2 separate regions of the Mus musculus genome follow, and region 2 is linked to region 1. A link is a contact called in public Micro-C data. All regions are on one chromosome and are shown on one strand. Each heading gives the region's core, a stretch centred on a gene start, on an enhancer-like site or on the middle of the called end of the contact. The rest is flanking DNA. Distances are from core to core; before and after follow the strand shown. Region 1 holds the start of Apobec2 (apolipoprotein B mRNA editing enzyme, catalytic polypeptide 2). Region 2 has its middle 49 kb from the start of Unc5cl.

Region 1 (7,671 bases), core at 3,992-6,491:
ATTTTGGTCTCTTCTCCAAAACCAGCCTCAAACTCGGGGAGACCCTTGGCCTTCTTCCGCTCCTGTCCCCAGCCCTGTCCCCAGCCCTGGACACCTTATGTTTATATCAACAGAGTGGTTACTAGAGAAAGCAGGCTCCTGCCCGCCAGGGGGTGTCCGGTGCCCAGGACAGCCAGTTGTTTGTGTTCCTTGTCTCAGTAGTGACCGGAGGGGCAGCACGCCTGGGCTGGGTCTCTGGGCAACACACTGTTAGGGTCTCAGCTGTCCCTGGACATAAAACACTCACTCTGTCAACACACTCCCGAGGTATCTTCTTTCACAGAGTAAGAATTTAAAGGTTCCCCTGACGGGGCTTCTATTTTCCACCAGCCCCTTTGCTGGCTTCTCCCCTTCTCAGGGAGAGCAGCTTTGAATCCTTCCAAGACCCAGTGAACAAAGGAATGTCTGTTCCTGGCCCTGACCCCTCCTCCTCAGCCACCAGGAGAAGCCTGCATGTTTTCTGAAATGACTATGGGGAATGAAAAGCCTGCACCTTACCCTCAGTGTAGCCAAGCTCCTTCCAGCTGCTACCACCAGCAGAAGGGGATGTGAAGAGAGGCCAGGAGTGACCCCACGTTGGTTTCCATCCAAACTGTGAGGTGTTTCTATACCTTAACCACAACACTTAATGCTGCTCAGCCCCAAATATATTCCAGAGCCAGCTTTCTCAGCAAGAACTCCTTCTGGGCAATCGGCTCCCCCCACCCCACACCCCAACCTGTTTCTCTCCCCATCCCATTCCTCAGATGGCCTGGGAGCCCAGCAGCAGTAGAGACTGACTGATAAAGGCTAAGAACATGCCTCTGGAAACCAAGAATTCTATTTCCCTAGCAGGCGGAACCATCTTAGGCCAGTCACTCAAACTCCGGGACTCAGTTTCCTTGTCAGTAAAAATGGGTATCCAAAACAAGACCCGCCAGAAATAATATCCTGGTGAGGAATAAATTAGTTCATTTGCAGGTGTTCAGGGGAGTGTCAAGCTAGCAGCCAGGGACTATGAATGCCTTCCCTCCGAGCTACTGAATTCCAGGCATCATGACATCGTGGGAAGCTTTGGCTGCGATCAAATTTCAGCACCCCACTAAACTCCTTGTATGACCTTGAATCAAATACCCTGCTATGCAGGAAGAGGACTCATAGACCATATCCTGAAAGGCTTCAAAAGGGACAGGGTGTGCTGGCCCTAAAGAGACTATAGGGCAACTGTGTGGGGGAGGAGCCAGGTTTCTGGCACCTGATCCCCAGTTAGATTAGCTGCTGCATTCTGGGCCCTATGAGAGAAACCAGCCTGACTTGGAAAGGAGAGCCAGGGACCAGTTAGGAATTCAGGTCCCTAGGAAGTGCTATAAATAGCCAGCACTGGCCTGAGGGCCTCCAGGGGTAGAGAAGAGGGTAGGAAAGCTGGAAAGAAACCATGGAAAAGGAAGCTGCAGTCATCAACTTGGGGACAGGCCCAGGGCACTTCCCAGAAGGTCTAAGGAAAAATTATCTAAAGCAAGGGCCAGCCTAGGCTACCCCTACACCCTCTCCCAGAGTCTCTCAGAGCCATGGGGAGGGTCAGGAAACTTCTGCCAGCGCTCATCAGTACCACCCTGTGGTCTTTGCCCACCCACCCTACATCAGCATTCCATTCCTTAGAGCGATAGCTCAGGAGCTTGAGAGGGAAACTGAGGCCCAGAGATATGAAGTAGCTGCCTAAGATTCCGCCCTGAAGCAGGTTAAGATGGGACTCATTTTAGGCTCCTTTTTCTTCCTGATCCAAGGTTCAACTTGAGAACCAGGATGTAAGGACACGACCATAGGGACAAAGTCTTTCCCTGAGGACCAGTGAGCAGACAGGATCTGGCCTCCAGAGATCTGTGACCCTTCCTCAGTGGATCCAAGCACATCACCAGAACTGGAAAGACCACGAGGGACTCGTACTTACAATGTTTTCTTTTTTTTTTCCATGTCCTGTGTATATGTTTATGGTATAGATATGTGTATTGTGAGTTTTGGTTTAGGTTTCATATGTATGGGCATGCATGTTCATGTGCATGCATGTGGAAGGCCCAAGGCTGATCCATCACTCTTCCATCTTATTACACTGAGGCAGGGCCTCTCAAACAAACAGAGCTCCAGATATGTCTAGCCTTGCTAGTCAGATCTCTCTGGAGATCCCGTCTCTCTGCCTCCGGAGGCTGGAATTACAGGCGAACCAAGACACATACGTGGTGGTATTTATGTGTGTTATGGGTATCCAAACTCTGGTCTTTGCGTGGTGATCCCTTCAACCACTGAGCCATCCCCCTCATATTCAGAGATGCCAAGTAAGGAGTATCTGGATACAGCCCGAGAAATGAGACTGGACCTGGCTAGAAGCCCTGCCCACAAACCCGTGCTGGCCTTACACAAGTCAGTGTCTTTTCCCAAGCATTCAGCCCCTTAACTTGCAACGAGAGCCCAATAATTCACATGCGTGAGACTGAACGGGATGGGGCATGCTTGAGTGTCGGATTATTGCCCCACAGTTGTTATAAAGATGCAGGACCTGTATGTTCATCTCTGCATTCTTGATATTCACTATGGCACCTGGCTCATAGGCGAGCTCAGTAGATGTTGATTAAATCAAAAGAATAAAGCAAATGCTTTGCATCTCAATGCTGCTTGCTTGTGTCATAACAAACGCCTTTTGCTGTTTGCAGCCGGTTCTGGCATTGCTTTGTGGTCATGGGCGCTGTTTTCCTCCAACGTGGGCTTGAGTCTCCTGAGATTTATATTGTAATCTCCAGACAGGAATACTTTCTGTAATCGATTTAATGAGAAGGAAAAACAGATAATTTGTTGTCTGACTAGAAAGTCCCAGGTGACAAGAGCGACATTTGTGGTAATTCTGATGACACAACTGGGGGGGGGGGGTGCAGCATGACCATCCTGAGCACTATGAAGGCTCAGAACCCATATGAATGGTACCCTATGCTGCTCAGAACTCCCGAAAAGGAAGTCCCACACCCAGCCCATCCTGACTCCTCTTCTCTAGTCTGACTCCAGACCACATCTCAAGAATACCTTAAAAAAAAAAAAAAAGACAGAGCCTCATTTGGTCAGGCTAGCTTTAAACTTGTTACAGAGCCAAAGATGACCTTGAACTTCTGGTCCTCCTGCCTCTACCTCCCCAGTGTGGGATTTATTTATCTCTGGTTTATTCAGGGCTGGGAATTGAACTCAGGGCTTTGGCATGCTAAGCAAGTACTCTACTAAGTTAAGTGCCAAGCCTTTCTACCTGCAACCGAGATTTAACATTGCAGCCAGCAGGTGGTCTTGGCTACTTTTCCATTTCCCTGGAGAGTCTAGAGCACTCGTACCACCAAGTATAGAAACGTGGAGGGGGGCCTGCTAAGTATTCATCACGTGAGCTACAAACTGCCCACTGCCCTACAATGTCATCCTACTTCAACTTCTTCTCGAGCTGGCTTGACTCGTCTTCTAATGGGTTCCCCAGTATAGTATAGTATAGTATAGTATAGTATAGTATAGTATAGTATAGTATAGCTTGTAGAAGGGTCTCTTATAGCCCAGAATAGCCTCATCCTCAGTATATAGTTAATGCTGGCCTTGAACTCCTGGTTTTTCTGCCTCTTCTCAGATGCTGGGATTTCACTCTGCCTCACTACACTGAACCAGAAGTGAGACATATATCCCAGCATATCTGCATAGCTTGTTCTCCTTCTGGCTTCCCTTCCAAAGACTATCCAATCACTCAGCTGTCCCTGCTGCTTCCTGGAGCACAGCAGTAAATCTCAGGGCCTCTGTCCCCACCCCTAAGAATTCTCCTGTACACACCTTCCCCTACCTCTTCCCCCACCCCCTCCACGTCTGCTCGGAGAACTTTCCTTTTAGATAGTCAGATGAATGTTTCCTTTGTCTCCTTTGGACTGATCCGTTTCTTTCCAAAGTCCTTCCTTATCAAAATGTAATCTTGGGGCTAAAGAGATAGATGGCCCAGAAGTTACGAGCACACATTGCTCTTGCAGACGACTGGAATACAGTACCCACATGGGGCAGCTCATAGCTTCCTGCATTCCACCTCCAAGGTATCTGACGCCCTCTTCTGGCCTCTGCAGGCATCTGCACTTATATGCATATATGCACCCAGAGACTTAACAGCAGATAACTAAAAATAAAAAATAAGGATCAGGTGTAGTGGCACATGCCTTTGTGGGTTCAAGGCCAGGCTGGTCAAGACAGAGAGACTCTTTCTCAAGAACAAACAAGGAAATAAAGAAAAAGTAAACATCTTTTCAAAATGTAATCTCACTCTTTGTCTTTTTCAGATGCTTCCTTGCCAGTTCTCCCCAGCACTTACCAAAACACATGAAGTTATTTTACTTAGCGGATATAGCAGCTGACCCCTGCAAGCTCCGGGAGAGCAGGGCTTTTCTTTGCTTCTTCCTTTGGTCTGTTCTGCACCTCAGTGCCTGGAACCGTTGCCAACAGAGCATCTGCTCAGCATGCGCCCTCAGGCAGGCACAGGACTGATGAAGGGGACGAAGACTCTGAGCAGGGCAGAGGCCTGAGGATGGCCGGGGGTTTACTGCCTTCAAGCCTAACTCGGAGTGTGAAGCATTAGGTTTAAGGAGATGGCCTGCCTCAAAGAAATAGGTGGAGATTGACAGAGGAAGGCACCTGATCAGGTCTTCTGGCCGATGCACTCACGGGCGAGCATATGCTCGTGCGCATGCGCAAACGCGCATCCATCCACCTACCCACTCGGGCTCACAACGAACATAACATGCAGACCCTGAGTAGCAACAGACATTCTCCTCTCAAATCATTGGTTTCTAACTCATGTCCCACAAAGACCCTCTTTTCCTAAACCCGAGTTCCCCCCAACGTGGGCGGGGGAGGGGGGTCACTACAAGTCCCTCCTTCATCACAGGCCTTATCTGTTTAAAACAATGAGAGGCCTTCTCCCCTAAAACTCAGTCGAGTCTGGGTAAACGAGAGAGGAGAGACGGGGTAGAATTGGCCCAGCCCTCCCCACCTGCCAGCTTCCTGTCTGCCTGCTGATAAATAGGGGGAATACACATGGCCAGAGTTTCCATTCCCCCACCCTGTCACCCTGTCAGTCATCCAATTAAAAAAAGATGAGTGAGAGAGCTCCAAGGGTGGGGCGGGAGGGCCTGCTTATAAAGCCTGCAGCTGAGTTGTGGGGAGCACCAAATCCGGTCCTCTCTCTGTCATCCCCAGCCAGGCTTAGCTGCTGACAGCTGCTTGGGACTCTGCCGCCAGGCCCTTGGCTGGCTTGACAACCTCTCCACATTTCGGCCACAGTTCCTCCATGGCTCAGAAGGAAGAGGCCGCTGAGGCTGCGGCGCCAGCCTCTCAGAATGGAGATGATTTGGAGAACCTGGAAGACCCTGAGAAGCTGAAAGAGCTGATCGATCTTCCGCCCTTCGAGATTGTCACTGGGTAAGCCTTGTGTGGGGGCTGGGGCTCCTGCCTGGGAAAGGGTGGGGTCTGAGCAGGCTGTGGAAGGTTAGGACAAGAATAGGGAAGCCCAAGGTCAGCCACAAGCTGTGCGTCCAGCATGCTAGCAGGAGGCTTCTGGGCAGCAAAGGCCTCTTGTCTTTTTTAATTAATTAATTAATTAATTAATTAATTAATTAATTAATTTGAATCAGTGTTTTACCATGTAACTCTGGCTGGCCTGGATCGCACTATGTAGACCAGGCTGGTCTTGAACTCACAGCGATCCTCCTCCTGCCTCTGCCTCTTCATTGCTGGGATTAAAAGCAGCTAACACCAGGTCCAGATACTCTTGGCTTTTTGAGGTGACAACTTAGACCCTGTAATCAGGAGGATGTGGAAGGAATGGAACCCCCAGAATGAAACTACATAACATTTTCTTCATGGCAGTCTCTGCAAATGTGCAAAGGCAGAATGGGTGCCATACTGAGAGAAGTTTCTGGAAGAGTGGTGGTATGGATGCTGTGGAGAAGGAGAAGGGGCCCTGGCAGCGATCGGTCTTGCGGGGTATCGGACATCATCTGCCTGTGCATATAGCCCAATCCCAACAAGTTCAGTGAGAACGGCATATTTAAAGATGGCCCCAGCAAGAAGTCATCTCCAAGCTGCAGATACTGGAAGCTTAAGCACAGTTTATAGCCACTGGGCTCAAGTTAGTCTACAGGGTCCCCTCTTGTCCAGATTGTGTTGCCCCCAGAAATGAATGCAAGTAGCCTTTCTCCTTATCTCTCTCTATTCCTAGAGAGGAAGATGCCGCTAAATCCAAGTTTCCTTCCTGAACTTCGGTTCCCTTCATAGCATTTCTCCAGCAATGCGCGCAAAGGCTGGGTGGGGGCACACCAAGTCTCAGGAGGAACAAAGGCCTGAAGGAGGAGGAGCAGCCCTGGGGAGCAGTTTGGACTTGCTGTTTTATGCTTGACCTGTATTGCTCCAGGCCTGGCCTCTACTTTCTTGTTTCAAACATGAGGAAGCTACCCGACTTGATTCTTAATGTCCCTTCCTGCTCAGATATTTTCTGACTTCTAAGAGAACCCAGGGGGAAGTGTTGCTTGGTTTCTGAGATGTGAGTAGGCATTGAACTTCCATTCACTCTTGCTCGCCCAGATCATCTTGCGCTCATCCTAGGATTAAGGCAGCAGCTGGGCACAGACTAATATAGACACAGGGGAAGCCTAGGGCAAATAGGCCAGCAGGGTCCTCCATTCCAGTGGCTCGCCTATGGGAGAGGATCCTTTTACTGACACCCGAGCATCCTGGACCATGCTGTCCTGGGTTACACACATACCTTCCACTCTATGCAGCTTTTGATCTCCCAGGTACAGGGCAAGGTGGGTCAACAATAAAATTAGACCTTTTTTTAAAGTGAAGATGTATTGGGGTCCCGGGGAAATGGAGCCTAAAGGTTCTCTGAAGTAACTGGCATTTGTCTAAGGCTTTACAACACATAGTGAAGAGAATATGCTTATTCACCCTCAGGTAATGCAGAGAGAGAGAGAGAGGAGATGGGAGAAGGGAGAGGGGAGAGGGGAGAGGGGAGAGGGGAGAGGGGAGAGGGGAGAGGGGAGAGGAGAGAGGGGAGAGGGGAGGAGAAGCAGAGTCAGGGAAACGAAACAATATACCTAAGACCACAGAACCAGGAAGCTGTAGGTTTTAGGACTCCTAGCCAAGTGTCTGGCCCACAGGTCTCCCACGGTAATGAGAGTTAGAGGTTTTCTATGACTCACGGCTCAGGGAAAGGGACACAGAGGGGTACCATTCTGAGATCTCTGAGAGCACTTCTGGATGGAGGCAGGACTCTGAGTGTTTCCTGGACACAGACAGCAGCTGTGGTGATCTGTCTCTTGGGCCTCTCTGGATAAACAGTTACTTAAAATAGCCCAGAGGTGTGGCTGTGCCTTTGCAGGGCCAGCAAAGATGGCTCGCCTTTCCTTCCTTTCCAAAGGGCCGGCGAAGCTGCTCCCTTCCTAGTCTAGACTCCACAGGGAACCAGTCTAAAATGCTCCTTAGATTTGGGCTGAAACCAGTAGAAGAGTGGGGGGGGGGGGGTGCTTTGCAGGGAACAGATCGGGGAGAGGAGTGTTTATAGAGGAATGAGAGAGACTTGTCTGTTGTGATTGTTTACAT
Region 2 (7,636 bases), core at 1,638-4,137, 73 kb before region 1:
ATGTTTCCAACTTGCTGGTTTCTCCCTAACACCTGAACTGATAGTGAAACTGGCCCAGCAGCTCATGGGCCAATCAGCAGCCTGGTGGCTCTCCATGAGGCCACATGGTGACTAGCCCAGCTCTGGAAAGCCCATGTGTCATGAAGAGTCAATGGTCTCCATCCTTACTCTGTTTTTAGGGTGTTCCTCCACCCCCAACCCCACCCCTTTATTCTCCCTGACTAAATATGACAGCAGCTATTCACAATGCTTACATTCTGGAACCAAACTGGGTGCCCCACAAGAGAGCAACATACGGAGAAAGTGTGGTTTATATACACAATGGGTTTTCTTTCAGCTGTAAGAAAAAACAAAGTTCTGTCCTAAAGGAAGAAAGTGTGTATTGTAGAGATCATCACACTGAGTGAATTATGCCAGTCTCAGAAAGACAAATATTACATGTCTGTCACTTATGTGAGTATGCTGTCCATAAACACATAAAATCATGTGTGTGTGTGTGTGACATGAAAGTGGATTTGAGAATATGCTAAACACACGCGCACATGTGTGTGTGTGTGCGTGTGTGTGTCTGTCTATCTGTCTGTCTGTCTCTGTATGTCTGTCTCTTTGTATGTGTCAGTTTGTCTGTCTGTGTGTCTATGTGTCTCTCTGTGTGTGACGATGTGTGTGTGACTGTGTGTGTTTGACTGTGTCTCTGTATCTGTGCCTGTGTGACTGTGTCTGCATGTGTATCTATGTTCAAATACAAAGTCAAATTCTAAATTCAGATACAGGAATCCAATTCCTTGAAAAGTGACTACAGTATTTTCCCACTTTTTATTACCACACTGGGCTGGATCTCTTCCTCTCCCTCTCTGTCATTTTCCCCCTCTCTCCTCATCTTTCTCCCCTCTCCTTCTGTTCCCCCTTACCCCCTCCATCCTTCCCTCCCCTTCCCCTCCTCTTCCCTTGCTCCTAGGGCCTTAATGAACCACACGGTGACTCATCTCGCCAACTCTTTTTGTTCCTGGTTCCACTGGCCTCATCTGCCTTCTCAGAGCCGTCTCTCAGGGGCTTAGTGTCCTTTCCAATTTAATCTGAAATTAGACTTCCTCTCCTTTGCTCCTCCACCTCCCGTGGCCTCTTGTCATCTATTATTTAACTCAATCACTCTATTATATATGCACAAGAACCACTTCTGAATATGGCTGGTATGAGACACATCAGAACCCAAACCAGAAATCAAGCTCACCTCTCCTCAACCCACACCTCAGCTCTGTTCTCTGCGGCTATCCTGGGCTAAGGGCCCAAGAAGAGCCGGCTACAGACACAGCTCTGGCCACCAAGCGGCTAAGCACAGCTAATGACTTTCCAGGTTTCACATAATGGGAGGTTCCAGATGGCTTCTTATGCGTGATCTTTCAGGCCCATGGAAGGAAAGACCTCCTGACGGTGGATGTTTAGGTGACAATCCATGTGTAACTGTATAATACCTGAGTTTTATGGCCTGGTATAATATGTGGTTCGGTGACCTGGGGCCTGCTTGTCCCTGGCACCACGGGCTCACTCCTGGACCATGCCTAAGACCTTTAACTCCTCCAAACCTCAATTTTCTTATCTATAAAACCACAGAACTAGACCACAGTCCTTGAGCCTCAGCTTGAAAATTCGAAGGCTTGTGTCTATCCAACAGTTCACCTATTCAATTGCTCCTACGGCAAACACTCCACTCACACATAGTAAGTGGTTTTGAGCCGCCTCCTCTACTGCTCATCTAAATTAGAAGGGTTCCAAGCAGACAAGTAGCTAACATAAGGTCACATTGTGAGGAAGAGCAGGACAGTGCCACCCTAGAATCCATAACTCCTGCCCCCGAATACCCTTTCCTACTGTGGTGCTTTTGAATATAACTATAAATCTTTCCACTCTCCTGTGAAGTCACGGGTCTGTATCTCCCATTGCTCATGATCCCCTCTACCCACATAGCACTGTTTAATTTATGTGCATTTATTTATTCGAAGGGAGATTCAAGAGGACACGTGCCATATCATCTGAGGACAACTTGCCAGAGTATGTTAGCTCCTCACACCCTGTGGGTTCTAGGGATAGAACTCAGGTTGTCAGCCTTGTCAGGAAGTGCCTTTACCCTCTGAGCAGTCAACATGCTTAGAAGTAATGCTGGGTACTCATCAAGGTGGGGGCATAGATGAGCATCTACACTCCTCTGTCTGGCTCTGAGAAGCCAGGCCTCATCCACAGGCTCCGAGCTATCTAGCCTAGGCAAGCCAAATGTACATACCACTGACGACTGTTCCAGCAGAGTTTCTCTGAGAGCCGGACCAGCCCACTGCCAGACTTAATAAAGAGCCTGCATCAAAATGGAGTACTCCACTGAGGAGAAGGCCAAGTTAATAATGTGCTTGTCTGTACCCTGGACTGTAGGGCATTTATCTGTGTGCCTTCCCTCCTAAACTGTGAGTTCTATGAGGCTCCGTTGTGATCTGTATATCTCTCTGAGCAAACAGCTCAGATACAGTGGGCAGGTACTAAGTGTATATGGACCATGTTGGCCATGGCCCTGAGAAGAAACAGCACATTGGAGGGACCTCTCCAAGGCTAAGGCATGACCACTTCTTACTGGGTACATCTCAGAGGACAGGAAGTGCCTGGCACTACTGGGTCAGGGAACAATGGATCAGCTGGGAACAGGAGACAATCTGGGCCATACCAGTCTCCACATATACACTTTGTGCCTGCTGCCTTTGTGAGTACTCCTGTCCTGAAGCACTAGATAAAATGTCTTATCCAAATATTCATTTAAAATCACCAGCTCTGGGACAGACTCTGTCCTTCATGAGAGCTCTGATAAACTTTGCAACTCCCAAGTCTGGTTCAGCAGTCAGCTGGAAAAGTTCCTGGTTGCTAAGAGACCAGGGACCAAATTACCAGCTCACAAAAGACCCTGCTAAGGCCAGTAAAAACAACAAAACAGAGCCAGGTAGAGAATGGGCCTGTACAGACATCAAAGTCAGGTGGATACACTAGGAAGTATGGAGTGTCTAATTGGGAATGACAATTAAAAATATTCTTCATGCTGAATCGCCAAGATGCTCTGTAGGGAGCTAAGCTCTGAGGTTTTTGTCTGCTTGAATGAAACAGCAGGGGAGCCTTTTCCAGTGCTGAAATTCCGGATCTAAGAATCAGAAAGAACAACAAACTGTCCCGGTTGATAAGGAGGCAAAATACAGGGAAATAAAACTGCCTCCCTTTCAGCTTTCCATTCCAGAATGGAAATGGGGTGCCTGTAGCTGTGACCCAGAAAAAGCCTGCAAACAAAAGCTCCCTTCTGGCAAGGTCTGATCACAGCTGGTCTGAGGCCCCCAAAATCACAGCATACAGCGCTGACCCCACAGAAGTCACCAACAGACATAGTGAGCTCAGCTCTGCAGGTGAATCAGGCATGAGAGTCTCCAGCACCAGGAACAGGGAGGACTAGAGAGAGAGAAGGCTGGGCCATGGGGTGGCCTCTTTCCTGGCTGATGACTTAGAGGTAGGGTTGTGAATGTTCTTTTTAATCATGAAAACAGGAGCTAGGATGCAACTTAGCCAGTAGGGTGCTTGTCTGAGGCTCCATCCCCAGCTCTATGTAAACCAGGCCTGGTGGGCCACAAGCTGCCACCCCAGCCCTGGGGAAGTGGAGGAAAAGAGTCAGGAGTTCAGGGTCACCCTTTTATCCTAGACCACATAGAGAGATCAGGGCCACCCTGGGAGACATGAGCTCCTGCCTCAAGACACACACACAGACTGACAGTCACACACAAAGACACATGCACAGATAGAAACACACAGAGACACAGAAAGACACACAGAGAAACAGACACACAGAGAGATAGTCAGACAGACAGACACACACATATATAGACACACAGAGACACAGAGAAAGAGACACACAGAGAGAGAGACTGATAGTCAGACACACACAGAGACACACAGACACACAGGCACACACAGGCAGCTAGACACACACACACAGAGACACAGAAAGACACATACAGAGAAACAGACACACACAGAGAGAGAACAGATGGACAGATAGACCGACAGACACACACACATTCCAACGAAGAAGTGAAGAAAGAGATGAAGAAGAGGAAGAGGAGGAAGAAAACAGCTCCCCAGAGAAAGTCGTCATCAGAGCTCACTGCTTAGGTGAGTTACCAAACTTGGAGTCACACCCTATACCCCAATAAGTCAAGCTCAGCCACCAGTCTTCAATAAGCCAATTAAGATGGAAAGCAGAGCACGGAAATGTATCCAATGTGGGCACACTGAGAAAAGGGCAAGTGACCTAGTGACTCCTCAAGTCTATTTGGGGGGCTCATCAAGTGGGATTACATTTTAAACAGAGAGCTGGGAATCTGCACGTACTGCATGTATGTGCAGGTCAATCTGTGATGCTGCCCACCACTGACACACCGTTATCCGGATGTATTGGCTGGTTTTATGTCAACTTGACACAGCTGGAATCATCGGAGAGGTGGGGGCCTCAATGAAGAAAACGCCTCCATAAGACCAGGCTGTAAACAAGCCAGTGGGGCATGACTTATAATCATGACTGATGGGGGGAGGGCCCCGCCCATTGTGGGTGGGGCAAACCCTGGGCAAATGGTCCTGGGTTCTATCAGAAAGCAGGCTAAGCAAGCCATGAGGAGCAAGCCAGTAAGCAGCACTCCTCCATGGCCACTGCATCAGTTCCTGCCTCCAGGTTCCTGCCCTGTTGCGGTTTGTCCTGACTTCCCTCAGTGATGGACTATAGTATAGAATTGTAAACTGAATAAACCCTTTCTTCCCCAGCTCAATTTGATCATGGTGTTCATCACAGCAATGGTAACTCTGACTAGGACCCGACTCCGATCGCTTCCTACCAGGTGCTTGGACAAGAAGTAAACCTCCTTCCTTTTCTTCTCCGAGCTTGAGATTTCTGAGGAAATCACCATTTCTTGGGGTCCATTGTTTCAATAGTTTGACAGTCAAATTGGAGCAACAGGTGTCTCTTTAGAATGTCTTCATTTCTGCAGCCCCTTTGTCACAGACGTACAAGCAGTAGAACCTGTCCACCCCAAAGTGGCCAATGCCCTCCTTTGTTTTTTTGTTTCTTTGGGGGCCTGGGAAGTATGCTGGTGTTTTGTTTTATTGTTTGTTTGTTTGTTTGTTTTGAGACAGGGTTTCTCTGTGTAGCCCTGGCTGTCCTGGAACTTGCTCTGTAAATCAGGCTGTCCTGGAACTCTGTCTGAGTCTGTCTCCTGAGTGCTGAGACTAAGGGTGTACACCACCATGTTTGGCTAGAAGATAGAAATGTTAAATGACCATGGAGGAATCACTGTCTTGAGGACCAGAGAAGAAATGAAATTGAGACAAAAAGGTTGGTGAGGGTGTGGGACAAGAAGGACTGGGGAAAAAATAGACCCAGGTAAGAGGTGTTTATCAGGTAATTAGGATCTGATGTGGCTGGCAGCTATGTGACTAGAGTTTCTTCTAAGCAGCACTTGCTGGTCAGCAGAAGGGTTTCCCAAGCATGATGGATCCAACAAGCATGAAATCATCTTTAGGGAAGAAAGTACAGTTCTGCTTGCATGCACACGTACACACACACACACACACACACACACACACACACACACAGCCGCTCCTGTCAGGTCCTCCTGACAATCTGGCTTGTCAGTCTTCCAACCAGCATACAACGGCTATATTTGAGACAGAATGATGTTTCAGCCTCTCCAGAAAGGCTGTGCTGTCGTCCCCAGTACTTAGAGGCTCTATATCTGCTACAGAAACAGTCACAACCATAGCCATAGCCATAGCCACAGCCACCGCCACAGCCACAGCCACAGCCTCAGACATGAGCCTTGCTTTGATCTATTAAGTGTGCGCGGAAGTCATACATACTTTCCAGTGTACATTGTAAGAATTCTCACATAGCTCTCTAGCTTTGGTTTCTCTTGCTATCATGGGGAGCAGAAATGGCCTAGGTAGTGCCTTGTCTGACTATAGCTAGTCCCCAGAGATGTGTTGTCTAGCCAAGAAGGAAAGTTTTATTGTCAGGCAGATATCTGGTGTGGGCTGGGCTGTGGAGGTCATCTATTTCTAAATCAGCAAGGCTGGCCTGTCTTTCTGATAAACACCTCCCGGGGGACTAAGCAGTGGTCTCAGGAGATGAGTGCACTCAGACTGCCTTACTCCGGGGATCCCTGTCCCTATGCTATCTCTTATTCAGTGTGACTGGCAGTAGGAGAGGGTAATGTACCCTGATCGAGGCAATCCTGGAGAGAGAGACACACTGTCCCCTGGATAGCTCAGCACTTACCTTCCATGAGACTTACTATCACCCATCCTTCCTCCTGTCCTGTTGTAGTTTGAATGTGAAATGTCCCCACATGGGCTCATGTGTTCTGATAGACTTGGCCTCAGCAGTGGCTCTGTTTTATTTAATTTCATAACTAAAGGTTACAGAGCCTGCCTGGATGCTTACCATGCTCCTGCCTGGATGATAGTGGACTGAACCTCTGAACTTATGAGCCACTTCCAATTAAACGTCCATATAAGAGTTGCCTTGGTCATGGTGTCTGTTCACAGCAGTAAAACCCTAACTAAGACACCCAACCTCACTGACCTGCTTCCTCTCATTCTGCCAACATTTCCTGGAAAGACTTCCTCATGGTTTTACCCAAGTCCTTGGGGTCTGCTATGGAGGAAACCAACCTAAGACAGACAAACATGGCTGCTGGAGACCCACAGCATAAACTATGGAGAGAGCAATGAGGAGACCCTCCCGTCCCCTTTCACAATGGGTCCATCTCTACCCTGAGTTTGACCCTTGTGACACCGCCTGGCTGTTAAATGAGGATTTGACTGCCAAGCTTTTTGCCTTGGCCCTGACTCCATCCAGGATCAGAGCCAAGATTCAAACCCGCTTTTGCTGAAAGTGTCACATTACCCCTGTAGGTGACAACACCCCAGCTGAGTGTTCTGTCCCTTCCAGAAGTCACACCTCTCTGCATTTTGAATGTCAAGAGCTCATACGCCCACCTTTTGTCTTTGTGCAGGATCCCCATCCCCCATAATTCATCAAAGACTAACAATAGTGGCTCTGAAATCACATCCAGTCCCTCCAAGGCTGTAGACATAATTCACCAGGCTCAAAGTCCCAAGTTCATTGTCCTTTGCTGCCGCTGGCTTTACAGACTTCTCCCCTGGCCTTACTTCATTCTCCTCTTAGTGATGTTTATTCTCTTCTTTCCAATTGGAAAAGCTTTCCCCGCTGGAGCGGGAAAGCAGCACACTAACAACTAGGTTTCACTGCATTCAATATCTTTGATGGACATTCAAAAACTTTCTCTAAAGAATGCCTTATTTAATATTTTTGTTAGGATTTACTTATTTTTATTTCACATGTATGAGTGCTTGCTGGACGTATGTCTGTGCAGTACCAGCAGAGGCATTGGGTCTCCTAGAACCGGAGTTACAGGCAGTTGTGAACCATCACACTGGTCCTGGGGACTGAACTCGGGTCCTCTACAAAAGCGGCAAGCACTCTTATTTGCTGATCCATCTCTCCAGCCCTGCCTATACTTCATCTTTGCTTGCCAAACAGAGATAA

The links. A called contact is a pair of places that touch in the nucleus more often than the background predicts.
Region 2: a Micro-C map of stem cell-derived neurons shows a contact between it and region 1, with 4 times the contacts expected there. The contact joins the enhancer-like site here to the promoter of Apobec2 in region 1. A contact is called at or near these places in 22 of 484 Hi-C or Micro-C datasets (the G1E-ER4 cell line, cardiomyocytes, embryonic fibroblasts and 12 more), 5 of 115 datasets of contacts at active chromatin or transcription factors (embryonic stem cells, pancreatic cancer cells and stem cell-derived epiblast-like cells) and 3 of 9 other capture datasets (adipose tissue, embryonic stem cells and pancreatic islet).

What each region holds. Positions count from the first base shown.
Region 1 is chr17:48,430,298-48,437,968 of GRCm38.p6, reverse strand. Apobec2 (apolipoprotein B mRNA editing enzyme, catalytic polypeptide 2) reads left to right here and starts at 5,241. Exons shown (of 3, transcript NM_009694.3): 1 at 5,241-5,490. The coding sequence starts at 5,360. RefSeq lists an enhancer at 1-1,639.
Region 2 is chr17:48,500,577-48,508,212 of GRCm38.p6, reverse strand. It overlaps a transcript of Unc5cl not described here. Among named protein-coding and RNA genes, the nearest start is that of Unc5cl, 49 kb to the right of the region's middle. Within about 2 kb of position 2,887, at least 24 of the 459 cell types and tissues checked have an H3K27ac peak or open chromatin away from gene starts, as enhancers often do. A contact at or near this core is called in embryonic stem cells, stem cell-derived epiblast-like cells, stem cell-derived neural progenitor cells and 2 more, where this site is marked.